Regions from separate parts of the Mustela erminea genome. Here region 2 is linked to region 1. A link is a contact called in public Hi-C data. All regions are on one chromosome and are shown on one strand. The core of a region is the stretch at or near the end of the contact, and the rest is flanking DNA. Distances in the headings are between cores, read along the strand shown. Region 1 holds the start of IRF2BP2 (interferon regulatory factor 2-binding protein 2). Region 2 overlaps LOC116573339 (a long non-coding RNA gene).

Region 1 (4,571 bases), core at 1,229-3,728:
TCTTCCGGTGACTCTCTGGGGGGGCCGTGTCTTGGGTGTGTCCAGATGGCTAATTTGTCTGCAGCACAAAGCCCAGACCTCATCCACTTCGAGCAGTGGCTCTGAGAGAGAAGTCACGTGCTACAATGAGTGGCACAGGGTCTCTCTGGAGAGTGACCAGAGGGACAGGTCCTGAAAGAGGCTCCAGACGGCAGGTATCGGGAATGACCAAACCCACTGGCACCAGTTGCTCCAGGGAAGGAACTGGGCATGTCCAGTGCCCCCTGCTAGAGGAGGGTGAGGCAGGACTGCCATTGCAAGCAAGACCCGGGACCAGATGGGGAGACCTCGACGGCAAGCACACCTTCTCTGGAAATCCCCAGGAGAAGACATGCAGGATTGGCCTGTAAAAACATCTGGGCCTGGCATTACGTTTTCTGCGCCACTTTGGAACAGGTTTCTTCATGCTGCTGAGGCAGCTCCCTCCACTATTTCGCTAAGGGTGTTTTTCCTCTTCCTTGTGGTTAGTCCTTTGAAGCAACCTGGCATTTTCAACAGCAACAACTACAGAGAAACGTCAGCAGGATTTTTTTTCTCTCTCCACCTACCGACCCAGTGGTAGGCAAGATAGTGTAATGAGTACCCTGCTCTTCCCACACGGGGCCAGCCCGGTCCCGTCTCAGCGGGCGCTGCGGGCCTGTTTTCCAACAAAAGCAGCTCCGAAGGGCTGCCCGTGCAGAGCCGAGGTGTCTGGGTCCCCACTGACAGTGACTAAGCCGCGTCTGTTAGTCAGTAAGACTAAGACCGGCCAGAAGCGATTCACCATAGCACACAGCAGCTCCTCCTCCCAATAAAAGTGGGACACTCGAGCACTGACTTCAGTCCGGGCACGGCCCGCGGCCGCCAGCACCGGCACAGCGCTGCGGGCCCAGCGGGCTCTGCGGCCGCGCCCCGCCTTCGCGCCAGGCGGGTCCGCGCCCACCGGGGGCCCCCCGGGCCCAGGCCACGCCGTCGGTCCCGCCCCACGACGGCTCCGGGGACTTCCGCCGATGGCCCGGCCCGGCCCCGCGCAACCCCCCGGCCGGCCAGCCGGCCACCCCACGGCGCGCGCGGAGCCGGGCGCCCGCGCCCCCTCCGGCCCAAGTTTGGTCCCGAGGGCGGGGCCCGGAGGCCTTCTGTCGCCGGAGGGGGCGGAGCCTGCGCGGTGACGCGACCGCGCCGGCCGTAGACCCCGGATCCCAGGAATGTGCATTCGTTCAATGAGGCCGCCAGTGCCAGGGGCGCCGACTCACGTCCGAGCGGAGCGTGCGCACTCGGCGGCGGCGGCGGCGGCGCACGCGGGCCCGCGGCTCTGCGCCCACGTCACGCGCCAGCCGCGCGGTCCGACAGGAGGCGGCGGGGTCTGCCGGCGCCGCGAGGACCACCCCCACCCGCCGCTCCCCGCTTGGCAGGGCGGGCCACTGCGGAGGAGGAGGGGAGGGCGGGGCTGAGGCTGGCGAGGGTCCCCAGGCCTCGGCCGATCGGCGTGCGGACGCGGCCCCGGGCTCGGGGGCAGACTCCGCCGTTCGTGAAACTTAGGGCACCGCGGCGCGCGCGTGCGTCCCGACGGGTGCGAGTGTGCAAGCGCCCAGTGTGAGTCCACACGTAACTCCTCAGAAACAGAACTGAGCCACGCCACACTGACAGTTCCCGCTCTCGAGACTGACAGCGCCAGTCACCGAGGGTCTTTTGAAAACACGAGCACTAGCGCGATTTGGCCCAAACGTCCTGGAGGGGAGGAATGGGGACCGAGTAGTGGAGGCAGCCGAGCGTTGGGACGGCCGCGCCGCCTTCCCCTCGGGGACACCGGCCCCGGCGCACTCGGGCGGCGCTGACCCGCGGGCGGGCGCCTCGGAGCCGGCTCTCCCGGCAGCGCTCGTTCTCTCCCCGCGCAGGGGGAGGGGGAGGGCGCGGGCGCGGGGGAGGGCGGGCGCGCGCGCGCGCGAGGGGAGGGGGCCCGCGCAGGCGCCGTGCGAGGCTGTCGAAGAATCAAGTCTGTAGAAGTGGAGCGGCCGCGGCGGCAGCAGCAGCAGCGACGGCGGCGGCGGAGCAGAGGCGGGCTGGGCGCTGACGCGGGCGCTGGAGAGCGGCGACGCCGGGAGCTGTGAGAGAACAGCGGAGCGACCCGTGGCCCGCGCCGCGCCCGTGCTCCACGCCGTCCGGCTGCTGCCGCCGCCTCGGCGCGGCATGCCCCGCCGCTCGGGCTGAGCCTGCCCCGGCGGCCGCCCCCCGCCCCCCGCCCCCCCGGCCTCCCCGCCCCCCGCCCCGCACTCCGCGCCGGCCGCCGCCGCGACCTGCTGCGCTCCCCCGCGCCCGCGCGGCCCGTCTTCGCCCCGGTCTGGAGGCCGGCCGCGGCCCCGGCCGAGCTCCCGCCGCCGCCGCCGCGCCCGCCGCGCCGCGCCGCCCCGCCGCCCGCCCGCGCCCGCGCCGGCCGGGGGGACGTGCTGCCGCGGCTGCAGCCCCTCGCCCCGCGCCCGCCGCCCCTCGTGCCCCGGGGGCGCTGCGCGGGCGCCGAGCCTTCGCGGGCTTTGCCGCCGCCGCCGCCGCCTCTGCGGCCGCCGCCGCCGCTGGTGGGGGAGACGCGGGGTTGGGGGGGGAGGAGGGCGCGCGTGGTGCCGGCGGGGAGCGGCGGCGCCCCCTCCTCCTCCGCCTCCTCCTCCTCCTCCTCCTCCACCTCCAGCGCCGCGGGCTCCTCGGACATGGCCGCGGCGGTGGCGGTGGCGGCCGCGTCCCGGCGGCAGTCGTGCTACCTGTGTGACCTGCCCCGCATGCCCTGGGCCATGATCTGGGACTTCACCGAGCCCGTGTGCCGCGGCTGCGTCAACTACGAGGGCGCCGACCGCGTTGAGTTCGTCATCGAGACGGCGCGACAGCTCAAGCGGGCGCACGGCTGCTTCCCGGAGGGCCGCTCCCCGCCCGGCGCCGCGACCCCCGCCGCCGCCAAGCCGCCGCCGCTTTCGGCCAAGGACATCCTCCTGCAGCAGCAGCAGCTGGGCCACGGCGGCCCCGAGGCCGCCCCGCGCGCCCCGCAGGCCCTGGAGCGCTACCCCCTGGCGGCCGCCGCCGAGCGGCCCCCGCGCCTCGGCTCCGACTTTGGCGGCAGCCGCCCGGCTGCGGGCCTGGCCCAGCCGCCGACACCGCAGCCGCCGCCCGTGAACGGCATCCTCGTGCCCAACGGCTTCTCCAAGCTGGAGGAGCCCCCGGAGCTGAACCGCCAGAGCCCGAACCCGCGGCGCGGGCACGCCGTGCCGCCCACCCTGGTGCCGCTCATGAACGGCTCGGCCACGCCGCTCCCCGCCGCGCTCGGCCTCAGCGGCCGCGCCGCCGCCTCGCTGGCCGCAGTGTCTGGGGCCGCGGCCGCCGGCCTGGGCTCGGCGCAGCCCGCCGAACTGAGCTCGCACAAGCGGCCGGCGTCCGTGTCCAGCAGCGCGGCCGTGGAGCACGAGCAGCGCGAGGCGGCGGCCAAGGAGAAGCAGCCGCCGCCGCCCTCGCATCGCGGCGCGGCCGACAGCCTCGCCACCGCGGCCGGCGCCACCGAGCTGGGCGCCGAGGGCGCGAGCAAAGGCCGCGGGCCCGGAGAGCAGGACTGGGTCAACCGGCCCAAGACCGTGCGAGACACGCTGCTGGCGCTGCACCAGCACGGCCACTCGGGGCCCTTCGACAGCAAGTTTAAGAAGGAGCCGGCCCTGACTGCAGGCAGGTTGTTGGGTTTCGAGGCCAACGGGGCCAACGGGTCTAAAGCAGGTAGGGGCGGCTGTGGAGCGAGGGGCCCTAGGGGAGAAAGGGGGGCGCAGAGCAGAGGAGGGGGGTGTGCTTTCCATTCACCATCCTACCCCAGCCCAGAAACAACAAACACCCAACTTCCTGATCTGCCTGAGGCGGAACCAGTGCTTAGTGGCAACGTGTTCCTGTGCTGAAGCAGCACAACAGAGATGAGTCAGACTGGGCTGATAGGCACTGACACAGGGTTTTCCTTTCCCAGCACATTCTTGGATGGGAGCGTGAGGGCACCAGCCACCTTTTAACCTGTTGGGGGATGTTGACGATCGTGTGCACAGTTCAGCCTGGGTACATGCATGCTTGGGTAGAAACAGGCCGTTGCATAGGTGCTGCGTTCTGTGGCCTTTTAAAATCCTGCCCCAGAGCCCCGTGAGTCTTAAGTGTTGTGAGTTGCACGTGCACTGGAAATTCATGTGAGATTTTCTGTACAGGCTTTGAGAGAACAAATTCTTTAGTGAGTCTTGTGTTAGTAAAAGAACCGTTCTTTTCGGTGCACATCCGTTTATTTTGTTTTTGTTTTTTCCCTTTTCTTTTCTCCCCCTGCCAGTTGCAAGAACAGCAAGGAAAAGAAAGCCTTCTCCAGAACCAGAAGGTGAAGTCGGGCCCCCTAAGATCAATGGAGAGGCACAGCCATGGCTGTCCACACCCACAGAAGGGCTCAAGATCCCCATAACTCCTACATCCTCTTTTGTGTCTCCACCACCACCCACTGCCTCACCTCATTCCAACCGGACCACACCGCCTGAAGCGGCTCAGAACGGCCAGTCGCCCAT
Region 2 (4,571 bases), core at 721-3,220, 290 kb before region 1:
GGCATAGGATTTGCCATTATGCCCTCACAGGATGTGTCATTAAAGGGATATCTGTGACATCAGGGCTATACGTTTGAAAGAAGGGAGAGGAATTCAGTAGAGTGATGTGCAGACCAGGAAGGAGAGAGGATTCTGCTGAAGTGGCCAGAAATGAGTGAGGGGTGTTTCCTGGAGAGGCGGTGTGAGGAGGAAAGAAAGATCTTTGCGGCAGCTTCGACGGGAGAGCAAGCTTACACTTAACAAACTGGAGCTTCCAGACACAAGCGCTTCGGCTGAGTGAAGCCTATGCTCCCTGCTCCTCCCTCAGAGGCCCACCAAGGAAAGGCCCCTTCGTGTCCCTGTCACCAACCTGAGTCCCTGAATGTCCCAGGAGGTTGGACTGTGCTTCCCCGAGAGCCCAGAGGTTCCTCGGCGAGGCTAGGGCCAGCGGTGTTTCCAGAAGTAGCACATGTGAGGTTCACAAGGCTTCCTTGATGTGTCCGGTGGTTCTGAGGGGAGGAAGGAGCCGTAGAGCAGAGGCAGGTAGGCCAGCTTTGTCTGCCCACAGACGAGCCCTCATTCTTCCCTTGGGGTCTGTGCCACTACGTCCGAAGGACAGCCAGTGTCCCCTCTCTGCCGTGACCAGTGGAGGCAAGGCTGGGCCGGCCTTGTATCCGGCTCTTGGTTGGATACAACTGCTTCAAGCTGTCCTAAGTTCTCCAGGGCCAGGATTCTCTTTCTTGTTGCCCCAAAGAGCACACCGCCCCCCCACCCCGAGGGCACCACGAGAACTAAACAGGAGTGTGTTCTGTAGGAGACGTCCGGGGTCTGGCACACGGAGTGTGTGTAACATATGTCCCCTCATGTCGCTGATTTCACTCATCATCACGTCAGACTCCGGCCTTGTGTTTACGCTGCACTGGTCTGTTCTTCCTCAAACCAAACAGTTCTAACCCCATCCTCCTCCCCTCCCAGAAGGTTCGGGCTCCTTTTCTCTTTGTTCTAAACAGGTTAATTCCTCCTCTTGGTTGGCTTGCTAATTCCTCTGTCCTTCCAGCACTCATGCTAAAGGTCTAGCCTGGGCTCTTGCTAAAGTGCTGTTATCTGCTTAGGAGCGCCCCCCTTATAGTAATGCCATGCCTTTTTTCGGGGATCCGGTCTAATCACTGAATAGATTCGTGTGATCTCACTTGCTTTCTCGTATGCGCATTTTTCATTCCCAGTGTGTTTTTCATGGGAACTTCATGCCTGCAGGGAGCATTTAGAGGCCCTGGTTTAGAAAACGTGAACTGTTCTAAGGTCTTCTGAGGCCCTTGCTGTCCAGATCAGAGGAGGGAGGAACCACCACGTGCCCGAGAGAGAAAATCAGGCCCACATGTGCCCCAGGGCCTGCTCCCTACCCTGCACTACTTGGAACCACTTTCCGTCATGTGAGGTCTGGGACAGATTTCTCCTTCCAAAGAGATGCCTGGGCAAAATGACAGAGTCGGGTCATTCTGGAAACCAAGTCATCCTGCTGAGGCTGATGGTAATAAAGGACCTGGGGAGATCCCCCCACTACCCCCAGCTCTCACTATGTGGCCGCCCACAGGGCCCTGCCGTGGCCGGGCCACGCCGCCTTTGGGTGGACAAAAGCCATTTAAAGAGGAAACAAAGGTATTGGAGGGTCAGGCTACAGATGCTTACTTAGCCCCGGAGCCCTTGTTCTAGATAGTTCTGTGTTGACCCAAGGGCAGCTGTTGGCTGTCTTTAATGAGACAATGGCCGAAAAACGGCCTGGGTGGCAGAGATCTGGGGGGAGCCAGGAGAAGGTGCACAGCAGCCCAGCCGGGTTCCCTGCATCTAGTAGCAGGCGAGCAGGACGCATGCTCTCTGGGCTTCTATTTCAGGCTGGAGACAAAAATGCGTTCTTTACCACAGGAAGAATGCTCCCTCAGACAGGACCGCTAATCCGGCACAACGAAGGGCTGTGGAATGTGGAGCCAGCGGTGGTTGCTGTTTGCTTTCCAGCAGGCTTTTCCTCTCTTCCTCACTGAGTCACATGTATTTTTGGTTGCTCATGTAGACGGTGGCTGAATTGCCCCCTCCCCCACAGCCTTCATGTTTTTTGAAAATGTGGGAATTATCAGAGCCTGTGAGCTATCTCGCACAAGCACGAGCAATTTTCCAGAGCGCCCCTGTGTCATCTGTCTCCCTGACACGAAGAGGGAAGGCGGGAGGAAGGGGAGGAGGGTGCGGACAAGGAAAGGAGAGAGGAGGGAGAGAAGGGTAAAGGGGGGAGAAACATCTTGCTGACGTCAAAGAAGACCACATGGCACAGGATAACATTACTCGGGACCTCAGCCACCCACTCCCTCTAATTTACTCCAAACCGAACAGCCTGTTTTGAAACCTGTAGCCTGCAGTCTGTTATTTTGTTTTGGCTTTTTTTTTTTTTTTTTTTTTTTTTTTTTTGCTATTCTCTCTGGACCAAAAGGACCATTAATTACTGGGAGTTTGAAAGCTACCTGATTCCCCGAAACAGAGGGGATTTCCAAGAGCAATAACTCAGCCGGTGCTTGTGCAAGGCGCTGCGGCTGCAGTAAACGGATCCAGCTGCTCCAAGCCCGTGGAGAAGGGCCCGGGGGATGGCGCGGCCTCGCAGCTGGGGCTGGGGCTGCTCCGTCACGGGGCCTGGCGGGTCCGCGGGGCCTGCTCTGGCTCCTGCCCTGCACCCCGCCCTGCGCGCGCCCAGCCCCGCCCCCAGCCCGCGCGCCCCCAGCCCGCGCGCCCCCTGCCCTGCCCACCGCGGGCGGTGGCCGCCCTTCCAGCCCTAGTCCACTGCCCTTCCGGCCCAGGTGTGGCAACTCTTCCCTGGGAGGTGCAGGACCCCGGGCGTGATACGAGCGGCCCTGCTGCCGAAGCGCCCTCAGGACAGTCCCCCTTTCGGCGCGGTGGCCGGTCCGGTTGTGCTGCCCAGAAGCACCCCCGGCTGTGCGGTCCGGACCTGGGCCTGTGTGCAGACGGGATCGGCGGGAACCTGTGCGCACCCGGGGCCGGAGGGACCCCGGTTCCGCTCCCCAGATGGGAGAGCTCAGGCTGTTTTCTGGCCCAGGCCGCACAGTTAATTTTTATCCTAGTAAAAAACAATAAACACGGCATTAGCAACTGAACGTTTATCAATTTGCAGTTCGTTTCCAGCCAGGCCGCTCCGCTCAGGCGGGTTTTACTGCCGGCGAGCGCGGGCGCACCAGAGCGCTTTTAGCGAGACCGTGTGTGTGCGGGTTGCAGGCCCGGCCTCCAGAGCGCTCTTGGGGAGCTTTCCGCCCTAACTGGGTAATATGATTTGGCTCTTTCAGGCCTGGTCCTCGAATAGTGCCCTTTAAGGATGGGGAAACTGCAGCGAGGAAGGTGGAATGCGTGGCCGGGGATCGCCCCACAGCTCCGGGTGACGCTACACAAGGATCTTGGAGTTTTTGGCTTTGAGGGCCCGCACCCACCTGCGTGTGCCCCACTGCCGGCCTGAGCAGGGACCTGGGTGGCCTTTCTTTTCCTCATCTTACCTGGAAGTTCGTACCAGAAGAGGTGACAGACAAGAACTGACCCAGGGGGTTCAAAGCTCTGAATGGGAAGATGTTGCATCAAGGGACATGAGTCAGGAGAGCACCATGGAAGCTCAGGTCAGGCCAGGGGCCCGGGCAGCCCACCCCGTCTGCAAACGTTTTGGCTCGTTTTGTCTTCGTGGATGTACACCACTGGGTTGTGTCATCTACTGTTTAACACCAGACTGTTACAGCCAGAAACGATTCAGTGATCACAAAGGGAAGGCAAGCTCTGCTGTGAATCACGCCTGCACTCAGCCCTCCTCCCTGCTTCCTGGTTCTTCTTCATTTGAGTGTGTCATAGGAACCTTGATGTTGTCACCGGCTTCAGGGTGGATCTGCAGTGACTCCCAGGGGAAGGGAGAGAGACGTGAACTTGCAGAGTCAGCAGTGTAGAGCAGAATAAGTGGGACGTGTGTTCCATCCTTATCTCTTCGGGAGAAAAACTCACTTTCCTGAAGCCTCAGATCTTCCCCTGTAAAACTGAGGGGGCAGTAGGTCTTCTCTTGGAGGGCTGGTGTCCACAGGAGGGGCACATGTACTCAGGGCTTGGCAGAGTGCTTGGAATCTAGAAGACGCTCAAGAAATCCTCTTGACAAGAAGGGTAGGCAATGGACTGCAGATCCTGTATTTGCAACTCCAAATACGAGGCTATGCCCCATTTCCCAATGAGCAGCTTCCAAAAGTCTTGTGTGTGTCTGTGTCAGCTTGAACAGATACGCTTTAAAAAAAAAAAAAAAACAAACTTATTTATTTATTTATTTGACAGAGAAATAGAGAGAACACAAGCAGGCAGAGAGGCAGGCAGAGGGAGATGGAGAAGCAGCTTCCCGCCGAGCAGGTAGCCCAATCTGAGGCTCCATCCCAGGACCCTGGGAGCATGATCTGAGCCGAAGGCAGATGCTTAACTGACTGAGCCACCCAGGCGCCCCGAATGTATACGCTTTTAATGATGCAAGTGAAGTTGTCAGATATCTAGTTATAACATTTATTGAGTTAATTACCTGCATA

What was found. Hi-C and Micro-C count contacts between places; a contact is called where the count stands out from the background.
Region 2: a Hi-C map of fibroblasts shows a contact between it and region 1, with 4 times the contacts expected there. The contact joins the enhancer-like site here to the promoter of IRF2BP2 in region 1. A contact is called at or near these places in 2 of 3 Hi-C or Micro-C datasets (fibroblasts and spleen).

Annotation. Positions count from the first base shown.
Region 1 is chr14:6,582,407-6,586,977 of mMusErm1.Pri, reverse strand. It overlaps IRF2BP2 (interferon regulatory factor 2-binding protein 2), which reads left to right and starts at 2,478. Exons shown (of 2, transcript XM_032312292.1): 1 at 2,478-3,714; 2 at 4,346-4,571. The coding sequence starts at 2,718. LOC116572879 (a long non-coding RNA gene) reads right to left here and starts at 2,242. Exons shown (of 4, transcript XR_004278537.1): 1 at 344-2,242.
Region 2 is chr14:6,871,605-6,876,175 of mMusErm1.Pri, reverse strand. The region is part of intron 2 of LOC116573339 (a long non-coding RNA gene); the gene reads left to right. Among named protein-coding and RNA genes, the nearest start is that of TOMM20, 150 kb to the left of the region's middle. Within about 2 kb of position 1,970, the one cell type or tissue checked has open chromatin away from gene starts, as enhancers often do. A contact at or near this core is called in fibroblasts, where this site is marked.